Regions from separate parts of the Mus musculus genome. Here region 1 is linked to region 2. Evidence: chromatin contacts called from public ChIA-PET data. All regions are on one chromosome and are shown on one strand. The core of a region is the stretch at or near the end of the contact, and the rest is flanking DNA. Distances in the headings are between cores, read along the strand shown.

The links. ChIA-PET counts read pairs in DNA pulled down with a chosen protein or histone mark.
Region 1: an RNA polymerase II ChIA-PET map of memory CD8 T cells shows a contact between it and region 2, with 7 read pairs. The contact joins two enhancer-like sites. A contact is called at or near these places in 2 of 484 Hi-C or Micro-C datasets (both in embryonic stem cells) and 1 of 115 datasets of contacts at active chromatin or transcription factors (memory CD8 T cells).

Annotation. Positions count from the first base shown.
Region 1 is chr9:114,751,609-114,757,281 of GRCm38.p6, reverse strand. Cmtm7 (CKLF-like MARVEL transmembrane domain containing 7) reads left to right here. Exons shown (of 5, transcript NM_133978.2): 5 at 1-446. The coding sequence ends at 4. Among named protein-coding and RNA genes, the nearest start is that of Gm9888, 13 kb to the left of the region's middle. Within about 2 kb of position 4,296, at least 226 of the 459 cell types and tissues checked have an H3K27ac peak or open chromatin away from gene starts, as enhancers often do. A contact at or near this core is called in memory CD8 T cells, where this site is marked.
Region 2 is chr9:114,508,301-114,514,266 of GRCm38.p6, reverse strand. It overlaps Trim71 (tripartite motif-containing 71), which reads left to right. Exons shown (of 4, transcript NM_001042503.2): 4 at 171-2,999. The coding sequence ends at 1,622. Among named protein-coding and RNA genes, the nearest start is that of Ccr4, 15 kb to the right of the region's middle. Within about 2 kb of position 4,301, at least 25 of the 459 cell types and tissues checked have an H3K27ac peak or open chromatin away from gene starts, as enhancers often do. A contact at or near this core is called in memory CD8 T cells, where this site is marked.

The sequences.
Region 1 (5,673 bases), core at 3,047-5,546, 240 kb before region 2:
CTGATGAGGCCACAGCCTCTGGAGGACCCTCGCCATGGCTGTGGACTCTTCAGGCGACAAGGCCTGTGCCTTCCCTGCTTTGCCAGGATACTGGGCTCCTGGGCATCTACAGCCTCCTTTCACAGTCTGCTGCAGAGGACATCCCTCCGTTCTGGGCTGTTAGCACCACTCAGGTACCAAGGACTGCTCTGAGCACAGTAGAGAGACTTGTGGATCTGCCTGCATAGACACGCCTTTCTTCATACCCTCAGGACCGAGACCACACAGAGGCCGAAGACCCTAATTTATCTGGCCTGTCAATCTGGTCTTGAAGCGTCTCTAAGTGAAGAGCCAGAAGAAACACTATGTGGCCATCCTGTCTCCTGCCCCTATCTCTGCCTTTGTCACTGTGGGTGGGGGTGGGGGTGGGGAGGTGCATAGTTTTTAATAAAATGTCAATTGCAGCAGGTTTCCTTATTGCATGAGATGTCTCTAACACTAGGCCTTTCTATGCCAGCTTGAGTGTGGACTCCTTGCTAAATGCCCATCCTCCTAGACTGGCTTCAAACTAAATTATGTAGCTGAGGTTGACCTAGAACTCCTGATCCTCTTGCCTCTACCTCCCAAGCACTAAGATTAGAAGTGTGTGCTAGGACACCCAGTTTTGTGTGGTGCTGGGGATGAATTTCCTCCATACATATTAGGCAACCACCCTACTAAGCTGACATCCCATCCCCCAGTCACACACACACACACACACACACACACACACACACACACACATACACACACACAAGCTTCCCATCTTACATAGTTTTGGGTTGGCCTTGAACTTGCTTTTTTGTTTGTTTGTTTGTTTGTTTGTTTGTTTTTCGAGACAGGGTTTCTCTCTGTAGCCCTGGCTGTCCTGGAACTCACTTTGTAGACCAGGCTGGCCTCGAACTCAGAAATCCACCTGCCTCTGCCTCCCAAGTGTTGGGATTAAAGGCATGTGCCACCATGCCCGGCCCTTGAACTTGCTTTGTAGGCAAAAGTGACCTCTGAACTCCTGATCCTTCAACCTCCATGTCCCTCCCTGGGATCCTAGCTGTGTCACCATATCCAGCTCTGATTTTTATATCCTGGGCCTTAAATTCCCTTCCAGTTAGGACGTGGGATCTGGGGTGATTTTCAGGCGCACACTGGGAGGCCAGCCTGGTCTACAGAGTGAGTCCTAGGACAGCCATGGCTACACAAAGAAACCCTAGAAGGGGCAGGGGTTGGGGTGGGGAGAGAGAGAGAGAGAGAGAGAGAGAGAGAGAGAGAGAGAGAGAGAGAGAGAGAGAGAGAGAGAGAGAGAAGTGTTAGATTCTCAAAGCAATGGGAGGCATTCATTGCACGTGGCAGGGAAGCTGAGGTGAAACAGTAGTGGCAAAGTAGAGTCAGTAGATTGTAGTGGCCATCTGTGCTGTGGCCAGCAGCCCCCGGGTTGAGAAGAGGGGGCCATAATTGGGCCGCCTCTCCTCCACTGTAGCCAGCACAGTCCCTGGGCCTGACTAGGTCCTGGTCGATGGCAAGCTCTGCTACAAGTGTGAGTTCTGTGGGGCTCCGAGAGGTTCTGGAAACCGGCTGGCTTCGAGGCCCTAGGGAAGCCACCAAGCTTGGACATACTACTAGTGTGGCCTGCAAGACCCAAGAAGGAAGCCAGAAGGACAAGAGAGTGATGTGTTGCTGGTACCTGACTCCAAGGTTGGCCGTCTCCTGAGCCTGGACAGGACAGCAGAGTTCACTAGCTTCCCTCATCAGTGTTGACCAAAGGTGGGAAGCAGACCCAAAATCTGCTTGTTCCAGGGGTCCAAAGTGTCTGCTAACACAAGGGACAAACTTCTACACATTTAGGGTCTTCAGGCCCCTGTGCAACACCACCACCTCCCTCTTTTGGATGTGGCTAACTCGTGTCCTATTAACCTAAGGAGGAATTGTGGGACTACAGACATGCAGTGCATGTATGAAGTATGTGTTAACAGGGCCATACACAGGAAGTGCATGTATGAAGTATGTGTTAGCCAGGAGAGACAGATCATGTTTACTGATCCTGCAGGAGACTTGGCTCCATTGCCAGTACACACATGGTGGCTCACAACCAACTGTAACTCATTTCTTCCAGGGACTCCAATGCCCTCCTCTGGTCTCAGCAGACACTGCATGAATTTACAGGCTGCAGGAAAAACACTCGCACATGTAAAATGATTAAGTCTCAATGAGAGAGAAGTGTGATATTATCACCTTACAGTCACACAGACCAGCTAGCCACCAGTGGCAAATAGCAATGGTGCAACCCTCGCTGTGGGCATCTCTCCCTGTCCAGGCTGTGAGGGCTGCTGACTCCGTGTGGCCTCCCTGTACCACAGTGAGACCTGTCTGTTGAAACCTTGCCTGCAGAGGAACAGGAGAGAACAGGGCTGCAGCCACCTCTCTGCACAAGAGCCTAGGCTCTTGCTCTCTCTCTCTCTCTCTAGTAAGACATGGAGTCTCTATAGCCCAGGCTGGCCTTGAAGTCCATACATACCCAAGGATGCCCTTAAACCCCTGATCTTCCTGCCTCCCTGTTCCAGATGCTGGGATTATAAGTATAAACCACAGACCCCTCTGTGTTTATCAACCAGCCTTACAATAAGTAAATGTCATTTGTGTTATTAGTTGTGGATATTTGCCGATTCCCTGTTCTATAGAATAGACTTTCAAGAATGAACTGAATTGAAGAGATTTTTCCCTTTTTTTTAAAGATTTATTTATTTATTTTATGTATATGAGTATGCTGTAGCTGTCTTCAGACACACCAGAAGAGGGCATCAGATCTATATTGCAGATGGTTGTGAGCTACTTTGTGGTTGCTGGGAATTGAACTCAAGACCTCTGGAAGAGCAGTCAGTGCTCTTAACTGCTACACCATCTCTCCAGCCTGAAAAGATTTTTTTTTTTTTGCTATTAAAAAATAAATTTAATTCACTTAATAGAGTGCTCATCCAGCATGCAAAACATGCCCTCAGTGAAGAAGCCTGTGGTGGTCCGTTCATAATAACAAGGCAGAAGTGGAGACAGGAGGATCGGAATTCAACCAAGGGCAGGCCAGGATAGACCAACCTTTACTAAAAACAAAAAGGTAAGTGTTGTGTAACTCCTGCATTCTGGAGGCTGAGGCAGGAAGATGCTAAGTCTGAAGCTAGCATAGCTACACGTAGGGAGACCTTGTCTCAAAAAAAATAAAATAAATAAAAAAGTAAAAATGTAAAAATCATTTTAAGGTATCTTTTGTTGTTTTGGTTTTGGTCTTTTTGAAACAGGGTTTCTCTGTAGCCTTGGCTGTTTTGAAACTAGCTCTGTAGACCAGGCTAGCCTTAAATTCTGTGATCCACTTGCCTCTGCCTCCCAAGTGCTGGGATTAAACAAAACAAACAAGCAAAAAACCCAAAAATTTAAGCCACCACGATCCCAAAAAAGTGAGTTCCAGAACTAACACAGAGAGACTATATATATATATATATACATATATACATATACACATATGTATATATATGTGTATATATATATATTAATAATAGTTGAACATTTTTTTAAAAGTTTGTAAGAAACCGGTATGAAAGATGCTTCTAACCTTACAATGGCCTGGGTGACCAGCTCCAAGAGGCTTCCCCTCAGAAAATACTCACTACCTCCTGGGAAGGTGAGGACAGTCAGTAGGTTCCTAAGATTTTACTGTCTTCTTATGTATCTAGAAAAACTGCAAAAATAAAAAATATCCTCATGCGCGCGCACACACACACACACACACACACACACACACACAACCGATTGGCTACCACCTGAGGATGATCGCTGTCCGGATCAGTCAGGGTTCTCTAAACTGCGGCAGATCCTGCCTTCTGGGCGCTTCGCTTCGGAGGTGGCAGCTGGCCCAGGGCTGCCAGCTGCTCACTGATGCCAGCTGCCCCAGTGACCCAGAAAATTGGAAATCTGGGCCTTCTAGCTAAGCATCTCCCAATCTGGAAACGTTGCCAACGAAACCTAGAAACGAAGCTGAAACCAAACAAGCCCTGTCTGGGGGCACACCCGGCCGGCTCGCCCACTGGCAAGTGACCCCGCGCGTGTCCTGGCGGTAAAGCGGGGAAGTCCTGCTGAGGCCCGCAGGGCTGCCAGCTGTTTCCTCTGCGGCCTCGCCAGGCGGAAGCCTCCCTCCCCTGCCGCAGTTGTGCATGCCTGCAGCAGCCTCTCCTCCCAACCGCGCTCTACTTCCTAGTTGCAGAAACTCCACCCTTAGGTGGAGGCCACCGACTTGCGCCCACTCGTGCAGCGCGCGCCCCCTGGCGACCAGAGGAACGCACTGCCACTCCTGCCCGGCCAGAGCAGAGGCTGAGGTTCTGACGTAGAGCAGAGATGTGCACACTTCTGTGGACGCACAGATTAGTCATAGTCTTCCATTCAGGGCACACAATAACCACTGGCCCACGCCTGGCCGTCCCCTTCCTACCTTCAGATTAGCTTTCCCCTTAATTTCTCGAGAGAGATAGCTCTCTCTCAAGCACGCGCACACACACAGGATTTATTAGAGTGGCTTGCAGGGGACACAGGCTTGCCCAGATACTTTGGTTCTCGTAGATTGCAGATGTGGCCGAGTTGACAACCAAGATTAGCCATCACATGATGCTTATCGTCTCTTGCGCCCATCTTTCTCTTTCCACCATCACTTCCGGAACCACCGATCACCACACAGTTGCTTTTCTTATGTTAGTTCTACTCTAGAGCACATGAGTTCATATGTCAGCAGGGGACATCCCCGTGTAGCCTTGGTGGCTTTATTTGCCTGTCACCCTACTGGCCTCAAGCCACACCTTCTCTCCCACATCCTTAATTTATTTTAAAGATAGGGTCTCAGTGGAGATAAAGGCACAGTCCTTTAATCCCAACACTCGGGAGTCGGGAGACAGAGGAAGGTGGATCTCTGTGAGTGCAAGGCCAGCTTGGTCTACAAAGTGAGTTCCAGGACAGCCAGGAATATAGGGTCAAACTCTGTCTCAAAAAAGAAAAAAAATAGGGTCTTACTCTGTACCTATGTACCCCAGGCTGCCCTGGAACTCATAATGATCCTCCTGTCTCAGCCTCTCAGTCTGGGATTATAAGTGTACACCACTGTGTTGGGCATCTCCTTATTTTTAAAACATTTATTATTTTTATTTTATGTGTTTGAGTGTTTTGCTTGCATGCATGTGTGCAAACATGCACACATGGTACCTACAGAGGCCAGGTTAGGGTGTCAACTCCCCTAGAGCTGAAGTGACAGATAGTTGTGAGCCACCACGTAGGTTATATAACATGTCTGTTATTCCAACACTGGGAGGTGGAAGCAGAAAGATCAGAAGTTCCCTGCTGAGAGAGGCGGGAGGAAGAACAACAAAAAATACAAATACAAAATGTTGAGGACTGTATAAACATTTTATTTTATACACGAGTGCTCTATCTGCATGTACACCTGCATGCCAGAAGAGGGCATCAGATCCCATTATAGATGATTGTGAGCCACCTTGTGTGGTTGCTGGGAATTGAACTCAGGACCTCTGGAAGAGTAGACAATGCTCCTAACCATTGAGCCATCTCTCCAGCCCCCCACAAAAATTTGTTTAAAGGGCTGGTGAATATGTTCAGCAAAAAAAAGGCATT
Region 2 (5,966 bases), core at 3,052-5,551:
CCTCAGATGGGTCTGTTAGGGTTTGAATGCAGAAAAGAGAAAGGAGGGAAGGAATTGTTCTGTTTGTCAGGTGATAATCTCCCATCTCCACCTCCACTCGAGATCGCCGTGGGTTCCCCACACTCTGCTCTCTGTGCTTGGTTCTAAGCGTCTCTTTCCTCCCTCCTCAGGTGGAGAAGATCCGGCAGGTGAAGGCGAAGTCTCTGTTCCTGCAGGTGGAGAAGCTGCGGCAGAGTCTCAGCAAGCTGGAGAGCACCATCAGCGCCGTGCAGCAGGTCCTGGAAGAGGGCCGCGCCCTGGACATCCTGCTGGCCCGAGACCGGATGCTGGCCCAGGTGCAGGAGCTCAAGACCATCCGAGGCCTCCTGCAGCCCCAAGAAGATGACCGCATTATGTTCACGCCCCCTGACCAGGCCCTGTACCTCGCCCTCAAGTCTATTGGCTTTGTCAGCAGCGGGGCCTTCGCCCCGCTCACGAAGGCTACAGGAGATGGCATCAAGCGTGCCCTTCAGGGGAAGGTGGCCTCTTTCACTGTCATGGGCTACGACCACGATGGTGAGCCCCGCCATTCGGGAGGTGACCTGATGTCAGTTGTGGTCCTCGGCCCCGACGGAAACCTGTTTGGTGCAGAAGTGAGCGACCAGCAGAATGGTACTTACATAGTGAGCTACAGGCCCCAGCTTGAGGGTGAGCACTTGGTGTCGGTGACATTGTACAATCAGCATATAGAGAACAGCCCCTTCAAGGTCGTGGTCAAGTCGGGCCGCAGCTACGTGGGCATCGGGCTCCCCGGGCTGAGCTTCGGCAGTGAAGGTGACGGGGAGGGCAAGCTCTGCAGGCCCTGGGGCGTGAGTGTTGATAAGGAGGGTTTCATCATAGTGGCTGACCGAAGCAATAACAGAATCCAGGTGTTTAAGCCCTGTGGTTCCTTCCACCACAAGTTTGGTACCCTTGGGTCTCGTCCTGGGCAGTTTGACCGACCGGCTGGGGTGGCTTGTGACGCCTCCCGCAGGATCATAGTGGCCGACAAAGACAATCATCGCATTCAGATCTTCACCTTCGAGGGCCAGTTCCTTCTTAAGTTTGGTGAGAAAGGCACCAAGAACGGGCAGTTTAACTACCCGTGGGATGTAGCAGTGAATTCTGAGGGCAAGATCCTCGTTTCAGACACCCGGAATCATCGCATCCAGTTGTTCGGACCGGACGGGGTCTTCCTGAACAAGTACGGCTTCGAGGGATCTCTCTGGAAGCACTTCGACTCTCCACGGGGCGTGGCTTTCAACAATGAAGGTCACCTGGTAGTCACCGACTTCAACAACCACCGGCTTCTGGTTATTCACCCTGATTGCCAATCTGCCCGCTTCTTGGGTTCGGAGGGCTCGGGCAATGGGCAGTTCCTGCGACCACAGGGTGTGGCTGTGGACCAGGAAGGGAGAATCATCGTAGCCGATTCCAGAAATCACCGCGTGCAGATGTTTGAGGCCAATGGCAGCTTCCTGTGCAAGTTTGGTGCTCAAGGGAGTGGCTTCGGGCAGATGGACCGCCCCTCAGGTATCGCGGTCACCCCGGATGGATTGATCGTCGTGGTGGACTTTGGCAACAATCGAATCCTCATCTTCTAATTGTGTCTTCTGGGGTTTTCTGTGTTTAGGGTGTGCATGTGTGTGTCTCTCATTTTTGAATTTCAAAGAAGAAATCGTCTCAGGGATATTTCTTTTTCTTTTTCCCCCCCTTTATTTTTATTATTTTTTTTTTTTTAAGAACAAAAGTACAACATTGCCTAAGTCCTACCTCAGCTTAAATTTTTTTTTTTTTTTTTTTTTTACAGATGAATGTAATTCTCCTCTGTGCAGGGCTTGAGCCTGTGAAGTGATAATTTCTATCTACCTCAACTCTTTGCATTTCCCTCTCTGGCAAGCCTCTTGGCTCACATCCTCTTCCCTCCTGAAGGCCTAGGAGGCACAGGACAGCGGTCCTGCAACCTTGAGGGCACTGGAAGCATATGGTGGGGTGCATGCATTTTGTAGATTGAGCCAAGGAAACCCAAAAACTACTAAGTAAAAAAGAGAAGTATAAGATGTTGGAAAGATAGGATTTAAAATTCATAATTGTAGTGTATTTGTGTTCTTGAGAATACTGTGTTTATGTGGGGTTAGGTTGTGTGTGGTTTGCTCTTTTCTTTTTTATCGATGCAACAGGGCTTTTCTCTGTTTACCTCAGTGTGTCTGACATCTCATCCCTAGGAGATATGGCTGTGGCTTGCTAGCCTAGAAAAGCAGACCATTCATATTTTCGGGTGTCTCATCTTTGTATCTGGTAAAGAAGGGTGGGTGTGTGGGAGTGTGTGTGTGCACACGCGTGCATGTTTGTGTTTCAAAGCCATCTTTGCTTGAGGAGAAAAGCTGGACTTGACACAAGACATCCCAAGCAAATTTCTTCCCAGTTTGCTAAGAAACTCGATTTAGCTCAGGACTCTAGGTTGAAAGTGTTCGCAAAGGTTACGTGTCTGTGTTTTTGTTGTTTGTTATAAAGACTTAGGTATAAGAAAATAAGTTAACCTTGTTCTCAGAGAGAGAGGGGCTTTTCAGATGTGGACCAGGGTGCCACAGAAGTGGGGGGTGCTGGAGAAGTGAGGCACCCCCACATCAGGGACTGTTCAGGAGGGCGGGGGACCTCGTCTCTATGTGTGAGGGTGTGGTAGGCAAAGGGATAGCTTTGATTTGAGAAGCACAATGTTTTTTCCTGCTTTGGAAGTTCAGGGAATGTAGAAGATTGTCTGACTGGTGGGAGCACCTCACTCCCTAACCCTTGGCTCAGGTCTGTTTCTCAGGAACCTTCCCTAAGTCTGAGTGGAGGCAGACCTCAAGGTTAACACAAAGCCCCGTTCCTCCCCCAAAGGCCTTTGAATGTAAAGGATTTACAAACCAAACCACCCAACAGGAAGTGTAGGACACAGTATATGTCTTTTTTTTTTTTTAATTTTATTTTATTTAAAAAAAGAAAAAAAAAAAAGAAAAAAACCTGTACCAAAGAATAGAAACTTGGGGGCCTGTGGCTCCCATCCCATTGAAGTCTGATGTATTGTAAGCCACAGAGTGGGCCTTCTTGACATTCACCTCTGAGAATGAGGGCCCATCCCGGTTCTCTGGTTCTCTGTATTCTCACTACTGAGCTCAGACCAGATTTGAAAGAGGACAGAAGACTGCCCAACATAGATCTAAAACCCAGTTTCTGACCCCCATTGCACGGCAGGAACTCCACAGAGGAAGAGGCGGTGGGGACAGGATAAGGGCTCAGTCGAATTGCTTTGGGATGCTCAGTTTGCCTGTGTGAGCTACGACGTTCCTTCACATTCACATGACTTGAATTTCAGGATTTCGGGGTGATCTGAGTGTGGCGGCGGGTGCTGGGGGGCGGGGGGCCGTCTCAGCAGGGAGAATAGTACACAATCAAGGAATCCCGAAGGTAGCTTCAACTGCTGATCTCCATGTTTCTCGGGATGTGAAAGAGGGTTACAAGCTCCTTTTAAAATTTAATAGTGGGTCCTTCCCCAGTTTATATATCCCTTTAGCCTTTATTATGTCACTTAAGCGTTAAACTGATTTTTAAAAATTTTGTAGAACAGGACAACCCAGGAGGCCTCACCCCGCCCCCCCCCCGCTCCCCCCCCCCCCCAATCTTAAACTGCCTTTAAACACTCAATAGAACTAGCTTTACATTCTTAATGACACTAATTGAACAAATGAATCTTGACAACCTTCTCAGAAACCTGATTTTAATTGTGGCTGGGGAAAGCCGATTTTCAATGCTAAATTGAAGTCATGTTCAGTGTTCCTCCTCACAGCTCTCCTGTGGCAGGAATATTGACTGACTGACTGTTCAGTGAGAACTTTTTTTCTGGTGACTAACAAAATACTTGACATTTTACTTAGGATCTGATAACTCGGCCCAGGTTCCCATCTTGTGGTTGGGTCTTGATCAGTACATGGATAGACCAGTGTGGGCTTAGAGCACAGCAGATGTGTTCTTAGAGGTCTGTGGCTTTCTATATCCAGATCAGTGTAAGGGCTGGCTTCTAAGGAATTGTGATCATAGTTGGAGAACTTTTGTTTTTAAAACAAGTGGCTTATTGTGGCCGCCTGAGATTGGACTCCTAGCCGGTGGGGGAATTGGTGCTAAGCACTTTGGAGAGTGTACCTTGATATGGACTGATCCATATCATGACACCAGCCATGTTTGGTGAGCACCTGCAGCCAGTTCTGAGGTACGACAGGAAAGAGATTCAGGAAGGAGACACCGTGGGTGCTGGCTGGCCGGAAACCTTCTGTCACTGCGGTGAGCGACTGACGGGTAGCGGTCCCTGGTCAGGTGGCAGGGGCTGGCAGGAACTGGCAGGAGCTGGCAGGAGCTGGTGAGGGTGGGTACCAGGAGATTCCCATTGGAAGTGAAGTTTCTTAAGTTTGAGTATTAACCACCTGGTTGCCACCTGCCTAACATTCCAAAACTATAATCATCTGAAGGTCATCACCAATCTATCACTTTTGTTCATGAGAAGTCTCCAAACCTGTACTCCGTTATGGCTGGCAGGTAACTCCTTATCTTGGTTTGAGCCTAGTAGTCTAGGCTGTTCCCCTAGTGCACTAAACTTCCTCCAATCAATACCCTTGTTAAGTCTAACTTACCTGGGGAAGCACACAAGGGTACCCTAAACAGAACTGGACAGTGTTGGGCCATAGAGGCTGCCGGGATGAAGACACTTTGGATGGTCCAGAGTGTCTCGGTGTAGTTAAGCCAAAGCTTAATCATTTGAGTTGGGAAGTCTTTTAAGCTTGAAGCAGCACAATTACTGTCTTGTCTGTGTGTCTTCTTGGGTTTGGAAGATTCTAAGGTTGCTGTGTTCTGGTAGGTATTAAAAGGAATGCCAAAGTTCTAGGCTTGTTTTCCCTGTTGTTTAAGACGTGTGTGTGCGCGTGTGTGTGTGTCTGTGTGTGTGTCTGTGTGTGTAATATACACACACACGCAGTGGTGCCAAAATGTATTTATTTAGAACATCTCTCCTAGTGAGGTTCTGACAGTCTGGGGCTGTATGAAAATGATGCTATCATGTGTGTACAGTTACATAGGACTGGGGCTTTCTCTGGCTTCGTGTGAGCCAGGGTCACAGGGCAGGACACCGCCCCTAACCACACTGATTTTGTTTAGTATGGATTTTCTACCTCAATTTTGGCAAAAAGTTGTCTACCTCACGTCGGCACCGGATGGGTCTTAAAAGGGCTAGTATTAATCCAGTGGGGAGGGTGTGGATGTGGGAGACCCTCTCTAGATGCAGGGATGTTCAGGGATGCAGGATTGATTTCTTAGACAAACGTTTGACCTTGAATAAGAGCTGTCTGGTCAGTGTCGTCGTTCACCCAAGTAGTTCTCAGCCAGTCTGGCTTTCCCTGCCACAAATCCTGTTCCGCAGACAGCGGTAGGAGCTGCTTCTCTGACCGGATGGAGAACCTTCCACCATTAAAGGCCTTTAGGTCTCTCTTCTCTTCAAGAGAAAGCCGTTTTATCTGTTAGGAGCGTCTGTAGGCGTGCCCTTTTAGTGGGAACTCTACAGGTCTAGTGGGAAGCATGAGGTATTTGAAGGGAATGAGAGTCTCTGACTTCATGATTGTATTTGAAGCTGTCTGTGCCCAGCAGAATCTCCCGTCACGGCGGTGTAGCCCGTCTACAGTGACCGGTGACGTGTGTATTGCTTTTTGTTTTGATTTGTTCTTCCTACCAAAGGCAACACTTTGACACTTGTTGTTCCCCCTCTCCTCCCTTTGTTCTTGTTTGTTAAATACTTGATAAATTGAGAAGCACATTATCAGGACTGTTAACTTTCTCCCTGTTTGTCCCTCCCCAGTAACCTTCTGGTCTACCTGGATGAGAGAGCGCATCCTGCAGACCACGGGACTAATCGGGTTTTGGGTTTA